Regions from separate parts of the Mus musculus genome. Here all the other regions are linked to region 1. The links are chromatin contacts, called in public promoter capture Hi-C maps. All regions are on one chromosome and are shown on one strand. Each heading gives the region's core, a stretch centred on a gene start, on an enhancer-like site or on the middle of the called end of the contact. The rest is flanking DNA. Distances are from core to core; before and after follow the strand shown. Region 1 holds the start of Esco2 (establishment of sister chromatid cohesion N-acetyltransferase 2). Region 2 holds the start of Rcbtb1 (regulator of chromosome condensation (RCC1) and BTB (POZ) domain containing protein 1). Region 3 holds the start of Cdadc1 (cytidine and dCMP deaminase domain containing 1).

Region 1 (3,456 bases), core at 519-3,018:
TCTGAGTTCAAGGCCAGAACTACAGAGTGAGTTCCAGGACAGGCAGGACTACACAGAGAAACCGAAAACGAAAAAACAAACAAACAAAAAAAAACCCAGATAACATTCATAAAAGCAAGCAGTGTTTACAAAGAAACTTTGATATACAAGTAAGTGTATTTCAAAATCAATTTCTCTGTCTAGGCTATATAAAAATTATCCCACACTAGGTCTGGGCCTCGTGGCAAAGGCAGGAAGATCTCAATTAGCTTGAGGCCAACCAGGTATAAATAATTAAGACTGTTTCAAATAAACAAATCACCAAAGGGCTGGAGGGATGATGGCTCATCTGTTAAAAATATTCTCCATGTATTTTTCCCGATTAGCTACTAAAATACCCTATGATAAATTTTCTGTAATAGACACTGGCAAGACTGGATTTTTTCATATTTAAAAGAGTTCATACATACAGGTTAAGACTTACCTATCATCATTATCAGCATTCAGTGTATATCGCTTCCTCTTTCTTGGAGTACAAGTTGCCATCATCTTAGTTAAATTCCTAAAGGCAGCAAATATGTCAGTTATAATAAAGTCACCAAAAGGATAGAAAACGCACCATGTCAAAATTGTTTATAAATCTTGATTCTAAATAAGTGACTGCAAATAAATACCCAAGGGAACATTGCTTTTTGAGATAGTGCTTCACATAGCAGAGCTTAGCCTCAAATTCAAACTCATTCACTCTGTCGCCAAGGATAAACTTGAACTCTTGAGCTTTCCAGAACTGGAATCACAAGCTAAGTCACCAGGCTTGGTTCCAAGAAACAGATTAAGAAAAACAACAACGAACCAACCACAGAAAGACAAACAAAACCTAGTCAGGTGTGACGGTGCAAAATGGGAGGCATAGGCAAAGGGACCCTGAGTTTGAGGCAAGCCTGGGGTACAGGGGGTCTCAAAAAAAAAAAAGCAAAGCAGTAAGCTATGTATTAGAGAAGTAAACAGTGATAAAAGGGAAGGAGGGTGGGTTGGGGAAATACTGCGCTACAGTAGATGAGAGTGATGAAAGGTGATCCTACTAACGAGGCCGGGTGGAACCCTAATTGGGGTACACTTCCCTTTAATTAAACCAGTCACATCAAGTTTTGGCACTCCTGGTAGGCCTTTGGCACTAGCCTCCTTCCATGGCTCCTCCATATTCCACTTAGCACACTTTCTGACTGACCAGCCAGTCATCTTCACAGCCTGCACGTTCAGGGAAGGCAGAGATTGCTCACACCCTTCCTGGAGGTCTGAGCGAGGTAATATGGGTGGGACAAGTCCTCCCCACGGGTCCCGGCGGGGCTCCCTCACCTCACTAGGCAGCTTGCTAAAGTCAAGCCGCGTCCCTTAGGGAGATAATTCTAGAATGTTCTTTCCTTCCTTTCCCCTTCCTTCGGAAAGGGTATGTCAGTCCCACAGAACTCCACAAGCGCGACCTCTAAGCCAACCCGAGCGTCTACGGGGCAACAGGGAAGCCCTCTCCTTGCCTGCGTGAGAGACGCTGGCACCCAGAGCGGGAGCCCCGCGGGAGGAGCAGGCAGCGGGCTACGTTCAAGGCCCTTGCCCCTTGACGTTACCTTCGTTCCTCAGTCTCCTTCTGGACCGGCGTCCACGCCTGCGGGGGTACCGCACGAAATGACCCCTCTGCACCTCAGCAAGCTTACGACCTTGCTCACAGGAACCCGGCGCTCCGCCAGTGTGTTCAAATTCACGCGCGCTACTTGAGACCAACGCTGCTGCGTACTGATTCGTCACTGCTCAGGCGCTTCCTAGAGCCTGCGCCGCGATTGGCTTCTCGCTAGTCATTGCCCCGCCCTCCGGCGAGGAGGTCTCCGAGATTCTCCCGCCCTTGAGAGGCAAAGCTGGTCAGGGGGAGGGAGTTGGGGGGAGGAGTTGGGGAAGAAGGAAGGCACACCTCCTGAAATCCTGCAATAACTTCAGGCTTCAGACCGACGCCCGTAACAGTGCATTCTGGGAATTGTAGTTTATGGCTCAGCTGAATTGGAAGTTAAATTCTGAGGCAGTTTGGTGCAAACAGCTAACGAAAAGTGACATCCCCAAGATACTGGAGGCTCTTATTTTTCATATTTGAAGCCCTATTGTTGGTTTTGCGTTTTAGAAAAAAAAGTGAGATTTTCAGTTTCCATTTTACTATTTTATTATTCAAATTATGGTGTGAATGTTTGCTAAATTTGGTTACTTTATATATTTTTAAAGATTTTATTTATTTTTTGACTATGTGCATGCCTGCAAGTGAGTATGTGTATGTGAATGGAGATACCAGCATAGGTCAGAGGAGTTGAATTCCCTGGATCAAGTTTAGACAGTTATAGGTCACCAAATGTGGATACAAGGAATTGACCTCAGGTCCTCTGCAAGAGTAGTCTGTGTTCTTAATAGCTGAGCCCAATCTCTTGAGCTGGATCCTTTACATGTTTTATTTCACGTACTCCTTACACAACCTATGAAGTTTGTATTATCATTCCTCATTTACAGAAAATGAAAACGAAGGCCTGAACACAATCACTATTTACAGGGAAGGCCTGTGGCACTCCAACTCCAATCAAGTGTCTTTTGGCAAGCAGAAATGTTCTTAAAACACTCACAGGCTTTTAAGGAGTTATTAGTGTCTAGAAGTCTCAGACAAATGTTGAAAGGAAATAAAACTTGAGACCTGTGAGTCACGTAATGTATGTCAAATAGCCCAAAGAGTTGTTTGTGAGCTTTGAAACCTGGGGCTGAGAACATAGCAGAACAGACCAGGACATGCCTGGGCAGGCCCATCGCCTCCCTATCTCCCACCCCTCTGACTTAAGTTAAATGTTAACAGGCTGCTGATGTTTAAATGGACCAATCATGTGAAACTGCGCCAATTCCTCCCCCAGTCCCACTCCTTTTCTATAAAAACCCCTAGCTTCCAAGCCACTGTCTCCTGTGTGAGATACCGGAGCTCCGCCATTAAAATACCCGTGTTGTTACATCAAGGTGTTGTGTTCTATTCGTGATTCTTGGGTGCACGCTGAATTGGGAGCTGAGTCGGGGTTTCCCCACTAGGTTCTTTCTTTTTTTTTTTCCATTTTTTATTAGGTATTTAGCTCATTTACATTTCCAATGCTATACCAAAAGTCCCCCATACCCACCCACCCCCACTCCCCTACCCACCCACTCCCCCTTTTTGGCCCTGGCGTTCCCCTGTACTGGGGCATATAAAGTTTGCGTGTCAACTAGGTTCTTTCAATGTCTAGTTCTAAATAAGTCTAAGCGATGGATGTCCTTCTTCATAGAACAAAGCTGGCTGGAATGAATTGACAAATGGCTAACATATTATTGGCTATTTGCAGGAATCATGAGTGAGTCAGCTACTCTTTTACAAGGTAGAATAAGGTTTCTACTAGGCAATGGTAGAACAGTATGTTTTGTTGAGGAAGATGT
Region 2 (3,456 bases), core at 687-3,186, 6.6 Mb before region 1:
AAAACAAGATCTAGATCACAAGGATGTGTGGGGAAGGTGGATGTTTTCAATGTTTACAGAGGTTAATATTTCACTGCGAATGAAATCTGCCTGCATCTACATTTGCTTGTACACACACACACACACACACACACACACACACACACACACATAGTCTGCATGCATCTACATTTGCATGTGCTGTCTCTCCCTCTCTCTCTCTCTCTCTCTCTCTCTCTCTCTCTCACACACACACACACACACACACACACACACACACACACACAGTCTGTCTCACCAGAGAGACAGAGAGAGACAAAAGAGAGACCAGACAGAGACACACAGAAAGATTATCATTTAAGAATCCTACAAAACATCTGGGATAGAAGTAAGGTGGTGTTCTAAGGACAGATACACTCAGACCTTATAGTTCATTGGTATTCTAACCTTCTTACTAGAAAATATTTCCATAAAAAAGGAATACTGTCTCTCTGTAGGCAACCTTCAGCACAAACATTAATTGTACTCTATTTGCAGCTGCAAAACGCTTCAGAAAGACTCTGTGGTAAGGGACTCCTTTCTTCCCTATGTTCCCATAATTTTCCATTTCTATCCTCCCTCAAGTCTACCAAATTTCCATATTTTTGGTGTTGCTCTTCCATTGGCTGATAGTGAGAGTCTAGTCAGTTCTCAGTTATTGTAGTAAGACCATATAGCCCTGTTATGAAGAGTTCATAATATGTGAGATCAGGTAACAATAGATACTTAATCTCTTAGATGCAGAGTAATACATTTACCTGCATTGTGAATTTTCTGTTTTGAGTATGTAGTATTATAACTAGAGGAGTAGTTGTAGCTGAGGCTGTCTCAATGAACTTTTACAACAACTGAAGATGTTAAGTCTGCAAGAAGAATAGATGGTGTCTGACCTCAATTTTGAAAGATGAGAGACCGATGAATATTTTGGGAAATGTTAGGAAAAAAAAAAAAAAAACCAGAGCCAGAGTCATTAAACTGGTAAAAACAGATTTTACCCAGGGACTAGTACAACAGAAAGAAACATTAGGGTATAAAATAGGGCTCAATTTCTATATTGCAATAATTTCTAAGTAAAATCTGTTTTTAACCTCTTCCTCCTGTTTTTTCTTTGAGAAAGGAAATGGTGATTCTGAACATTTGAGATCAAGGCAAAAGAATGAACAAACCCTGAGAGGCCTACAGCAATTTAAGGTATATATATATATATTTAAAAATGTAATCCACCGAAAGTACTCAAGAGAAACAAGAATTCTCTATAGGGGGGAAGCACGTTGTAGTTACTATGTGCTGACAGAAAGGTTTTTGGACCGCATCTGCTTAGTGGTAAACAGAAAACAAAGGGGATTTGTATTTACCGCTGGGACCTGAAAAGGGAAAGGTGAGTCTAAACAAGATAGCTTGAATGTTGGGGTGCCAAGTGTAGACTTTGGTCTCTAGTGCCAAATGGGAGAGCCTAGGGCGGTAGGGGACTTTACAACTGATAAGCTTCTTCTGATAGACGCACAAAGCACAAAGCACAAAGCGGCCGCTCCCTTCCGGACCTCAGTTGTACCCGCTTAACACAAGAAAAGTTCTGGGCAGAGAGAGAGCTTTCAGCAGCCTTGCCTCTGCCCTCCTGACCTAGGCGTCCTGGCCTTCCTCGGACCGGGCAGAGACACGTGTCCTGAAGACCAGCGGCCTGGGATGGGCGGAGCGGGAGGAAGGCCACGCTCTGCTGCCATCCTGGGACGCCTTCGCCTTCCGGTCCTCGCGGGAGCCACTACGGCGCCCCTGCGCTGCGCCAGCAGCCCGGTCTACAACCAAACCCGAGCGGGAACCTGAGCAGACAGAGGGCGCGCGCTGCGCGGGGCGCTCCGGTGTCACGTGACGCGACCCGCCCACGTGACCGGCGGCCCGGGCGCTTGTGCTCGCTCCCGGTTTTGGGGGGGAGGAGCCGGCTACGGCTAAGGCGGCGGCGGCGCAGCGGAGTCAGGGCCTGGCCGGGCGGCCTGACAGGTAGAGCGCTGCAGGGCGGCGGTGCGGGCGAGCGAGCAGGCGAGCCGGACAGGGCCTTGTTCGGCCGCTGGCTGCTGAGTCCGCGCCCTCCCGAGGGCCGTGCGCACCAGGCGCGTTCGCGACTCCCCGGCGACGCGCACCCCGCACCGGGCACCCGCGGATTCCGTCTTGCGGGCGCTTCCCCCAGGTGTGCGGCGAGCCGAGTACGTGGCGTTGCCCGCGGCCTGCCTCTGAGGAGCTGCGCTGTCCGCCCTGCGGGGGAGGAACCCGGAGCACGCAGGTTAGCGGTGGGAGGCTGACTGCTGCAGAGCGCCGAAGCCGAGGGTTGCAGTTTTATAAGACAATACAGCTTGCTTTTAGAAACATTCATAGTCTCCCTCGCCTCTGCCCCGTTACTGCTACGAGGATTAAAGCTCGTGGTGGGCAAAACAATCGGAGTTTCTGAGACTGGCGTGCGCTGTAGCGGGCGTAGCATCAAAAGCAAGAAATGCTGGCAGGCATGAGATGATGCTTACGGGACCCTTACGGGAGTTTAGAGTGTCTTTTAAATTTTGACTTCAATTTAAATCACAACAGGATTTAGGTTCTCTTCTTCTGTGGCCTGGGTTTTACTCCATTGTGTGAATACCAGTACTTCGGGGCGGGTTTTTTTTTTTTTTTTTCCTTTCCCCCTCTTTGTGCCTATTGAAGAGGAAGTGATGCGTTAATCTTTGAAGTGTTTCTTCTGTGATTTTTAAGTCTTATGATCCGAAGTGTTAAGTTCTACGAATCTCAGAACATATACAGGAAACCAAAGCTATGAAGCTCGTAGCTTAAATTTTGTGTTCTAAGGTTTTAAACTGAGTGCCTGTGTGTACCAGAAAGTGAGAAGTCTGGGGTCTTTATCCGAGAGTCATGCAATTGAATTGCTCTTTCTGCATTTGGTACTTAAAAGGAAGCATATGAAACAAAGGTTGGGCCTTCATGCGTTTACAGGCCTGACAAGACATTGAAATACATTTTCTTTCTTAACTAGGATCTATAGTTAAAAAATTTTAAGACAGTACATTACCTTATATGTATCCAGAGATGTGATAAAAACTGCTGGACTTTAACTAGAATAGATTTCCTAACATGTCAGTTAATTAATCTACTATGTAATTTGGCTCACAATATAGACGAAAAATTTCAAGTTTTCAAGTATATCTAGGCCACAATATACGGTTTATAAGAAGTCTACAGATCGAGTTCCAGGACCATCAGAGCTACACAGAGAAATCCTGTCTTGATAACAAGCAAAACATTTACAAGCTAAGAGTGAAGAAAAATTTAGAAAATATAAATAAATATAAAGAAGAATGTACATAATCTGTAATTTTACACCTAGAGAAAACATCTTATATTTTAGAGTGTGAGTTCTATATACTTTGGAAATTTGAGGAGTTCCAGAGTTTCCACAGTAAG
Region 3 (3,456 bases), core at 682-3,181, 6.2 Mb before region 1:
ATTAAAACTGCTAACCAAGCTCTCAAGCTAGCACACACTGTTAGAATAACTTGGAGGGTGCCTTCATGGACCCCTACCTGGCATTGTGACTTCATGGCTATGGCCTTGGGAAATATGGGCATGAAGCACAGTTGGAAAGATTGTAACATGGTGAACAATAGCAGGGATGGGTCAGGTTATGAAAGTTGTGCGTCTCTAGGTCAAGCCTCTTTTCAAGTTGGCCGGCTTTCAGAAAACAAGGATTTCTTTTGATGCCTCTTGCAATTATTTCCATGTCCAGTTAGATTTTAATTTTTAAAGCCTTAAACTGATAACAGGTATGGGTCAGATTTCTAAACAAGATTTCAAATAAAATATTTAAAACAAAACCAACTTATTTCTCTTAAATAAACAAAACCTCCATGGTATCTGTCAGATGAAGGAGAGGATGCCAGAAACCAAGGGTGAGAAAAAAAACTTTTGCACTGAAAAGGGATTCAAGTTAAATGTATATAACAGAATTACGATGAGATAAAATATGGACAATAAAGCTAAAAGGATTTCCAAATTTTGTATTACTAGCAAACTGACTTTTACAATGCACATTTTTAAGGCGCTAAATGTCTCCAAAAGAAAAGCCTTAATACCTGGTAATCATGGCACACACTAGAAATAACTTTTCAGACTGGAAATATGAGCTAGTTCGCTGTGGTTACAGGCACAGCATACAAAAGCCATGACACCATTCCTAGGTTCTTGCTGCATTTGGCTGTTAGGACTACAGTTGGCCAATGAAACCAGACTTAGACTACTGCTTTTCCAAGGGTAAACACTCTCTATGGAAATAAGGTATACCTGAGATTTTTGCCCTTGGGCTTCCACTCCTGGGAAGAGCTCCATCCAGAGACTGAGCAGGGTGAAAAGGTTCACTTTAGAAAGCCTTGGTATTTGACCTACAAAAGAGAAGGCAAGCACTTCAGAATTTCACTAGTGAAGGCAGAGGAGCTAAGCTCAAAGCTACGAGTGAGCTGCAGATGGTCTGGCAGGCAGGAGAATAAAAGCTTCCTTAGCAAGAGTGGCCACAACCTCACTTTCAGTGACCTCGGGTGGCACTTTCCAAAGTTGGGTGCTTTTTTTTTCTCCAGCTCACCCCACAGGTAAAATAGTAAAACTGATACAAAGGCTCTGGAAATAATCAATCAATCAATAGGATAAGGGCTCCTCTCTGATGTAGCCGAGGAGCAAGGTCCCCACCCCTACCCCTCTGGAACCTGGCATTGCTAAAAGGGCAATGGTTGGAACATGATTGATCTTCAACCATAAGGCAAAACTTGAGGGAGGTATCACGGGTGGTGAATTTGCCAAAGCGCAATTTCAGGCTCTTCAGCTCCGGGATACTGACTCTAGGTGCAACCACCCACCAGTGCAGGACAGGACGCGACCTATGAAGCCTGGACAGCACAGTGTCCGGGACGCGCGCCTGGCAAGGAGACCAGGGACGGCGGGGCAGACAGGAGTCGCTGTGAGTCACAGGGCAGGCAGGGTGTCAGGGAGGTGCAGTATGTGTGTGTGTGGGGGGGGGGGGGGGAGTAGCAGGCTAGCAGGGCGGGAAGGAGACATAGAGCAGGGAGGGTGCTGGGCTGTGCGGAGACACAGGACAGGCAGGATGCGGAGCTGGAGGGAGACTCGGGCAAGCGTGCAGAGCGCCAGGAGAGGGGCAGGGCGGGAGAGAAGGCCACCGCACTCACCCGTCATGCTGCCCGTCTGCGTGCCGACTGACCTCTCGGCCCCGGAACCCTCCAAACTCTGCATCTGATCCGTTTCTTTCATCCCCAGCCCAAAGGCCTCGGCCCAGGACAGCTTGCCCGGTCAGGCATGATAGGTTCCTTGAAGCTCGCCTACGGCCACCTCTGCGGCCTGTCAACAACCGCTTGTTCTGCGCAGCAAGATGACGTCTCGGTATGCCCCCCCCATCGCTTCCGGCGCTTAATGTGACGTCAGAGTCCGGCGCACCGAGGTGGTGGTGGTGGTTATCTATCAGTTATGCTACTCTGTGTAGCAGGCTGTGTTCAGTGATTTTTGCAGAAAGAAGGACGCTTGAAGTTGTCTTGGTTCGGGACAGTAGGGGACCAGGGTGGAGGACTTAAACAGAGAGAGGCGAACATAGAACCGGAGTGGGCGAGGTGGGGGAAGCAGGGCCATCGGAACCCAGCCGTCAGATGTGGGCGGATCCCAGGGTATTTGGTTCTGCTTCATATCCAAACTCACACAAACTATGAGAAGAGAACTGGGAGGATCGAAGAGTTAAGTAGACAGCGGAACCTGAAAAATCTGAGTTGTCCGTCCCAATGAATTTGTAAATAGAGCGTACGTGTGCGCGCTTACCGTACAGAGGGTATCTTCCTCTATATGGCCCTCCAAATGTTTGTTTTGAGAATGGGTCTCTGCTTGGATCTGGAGCTCACTGGTTGGCTACACTGGAGCTTCATCCTCCTGTCTCAGACTTTACACACTTGTGACTACAGGCTGGTGCAGCTTTACTCAGACCTTTTTTTTTTTTTAATGTGGGTTTGAGGGATCCAGAAGGAACTCCTCAAGCTTATATCTAAAGCATGTACACAATGAACCATCTCCTCAGCCCCCAGTGAAAAATATAAAGTGTAAAATGAAGCCTGGAGAGGTCAGAAACATGGCCCAGCAGTTAAGAACACTTCCTACTCTTCCAGTGGGTCTGAGTTCAGTTCCCAACACCCACATCCAGAGTGGGTCACTACAACCCTTAACTCCAGAGATGGATATTTGAACAAAAATTGTAAAAATAGTTTTATTTTTATTTAAAATATAATATCATTACAAATCTCCCCCCTCCCCGAGGCCCTGATCATTTTTAAATTAATTCATGGTTTTTCTTTAACCACTATTGTTTATATACATGTATTATATATGTATATAATATATACACACATATATCTCTACATATATGTGCTTGTATGTATATGCTTTTAGGACTGATCACTTGGTACTGGATAACTAGTTGAGGGGACTTATTCTTGGGGAAGACTAATTTCTCCTCTGTTATTATTTACCCTTCATCTAGATATGGGACCCCTGGGAGATTTCACCCATGTTGGCAAGTTAGCTGGTGTTGGCATTGTTCGGGTCTTGTTTTGGCAGCCATGTTGTTGAAATTTTGTAGGTGGAGCTTTCCTGCAACAACTAGAAGACAATGTTCTGACAGCTTCCTGATCCTCTCTGGCTCTTACAGTCTTTTCATCCCCCTCCCCCCTTTCTGAGATGATCCTGAACGTTAGGTGTAGGGGTTGAGTTCTAGATCCAACCTTCAGGACTGGATATGCAAGGTCAGTTGTTCTCTACATTTTGAGAACTGCTGTTGCTACTACCTTCCTCCTCCTCTGCTCCATTCTCTCTCTCTCTCTCTCTCTCTCTCTCTCTCTCTCTCTCTCTCTCTCTCTCTCT

What was found. Promoter capture Hi-C pulls out the DNA fragments that hold promoters and counts their contacts.
Region 2: a contact with region 1 is called in a promoter capture Hi-C map of pre-B cells. The contact joins the promoter of Rcbtb1 here to the promoter of Esco2 in region 1. A contact is called at or near these places in 1 of 39 promoter capture datasets (pre-B cells) and 1 of 484 Hi-C or Micro-C datasets (CD4 T cells).
Region 3: a contact with region 1 is called in a promoter capture Hi-C map of pre-B cells, with 3 times the contacts expected there. The contact joins the promoter of Cdadc1 here to the promoter of Esco2 in region 1. A contact is called at or near these places in 1 of 39 promoter capture datasets (pre-B cells) and 1 of 484 Hi-C or Micro-C datasets (CD4 T cells).

The regions. Positions count from the first base shown.
Region 1 is chr14:65,832,201-65,835,656 of GRCm38.p6, forward strand. Esco2 (establishment of sister chromatid cohesion N-acetyltransferase 2) reads right to left here and starts at 1,769. Exons shown (of 11, transcript NM_028039.2): 1 at 1,602-1,769; 2 at 464-541. The coding sequence starts at 528.
Region 2 is chr14:59,199,292-59,202,747 of GRCm38.p6, forward strand. It overlaps Rcbtb1 (regulator of chromosome condensation (RCC1) and BTB (POZ) domain containing protein 1), which reads left to right and starts at 1,937. Exons shown (of 12, transcript NM_027764.2): 1 at 1,937-2,293.
Region 3 is chr14:59,596,028-59,599,483 of GRCm38.p6, forward strand. It overlaps Cdadc1 (cytidine and dCMP deaminase domain containing 1), which reads right to left and starts at 1,932. Exons shown (of 10, transcript NM_027986.3): 1 at 1,728-1,932; 2 at 835-932. The coding sequence starts at 1,809.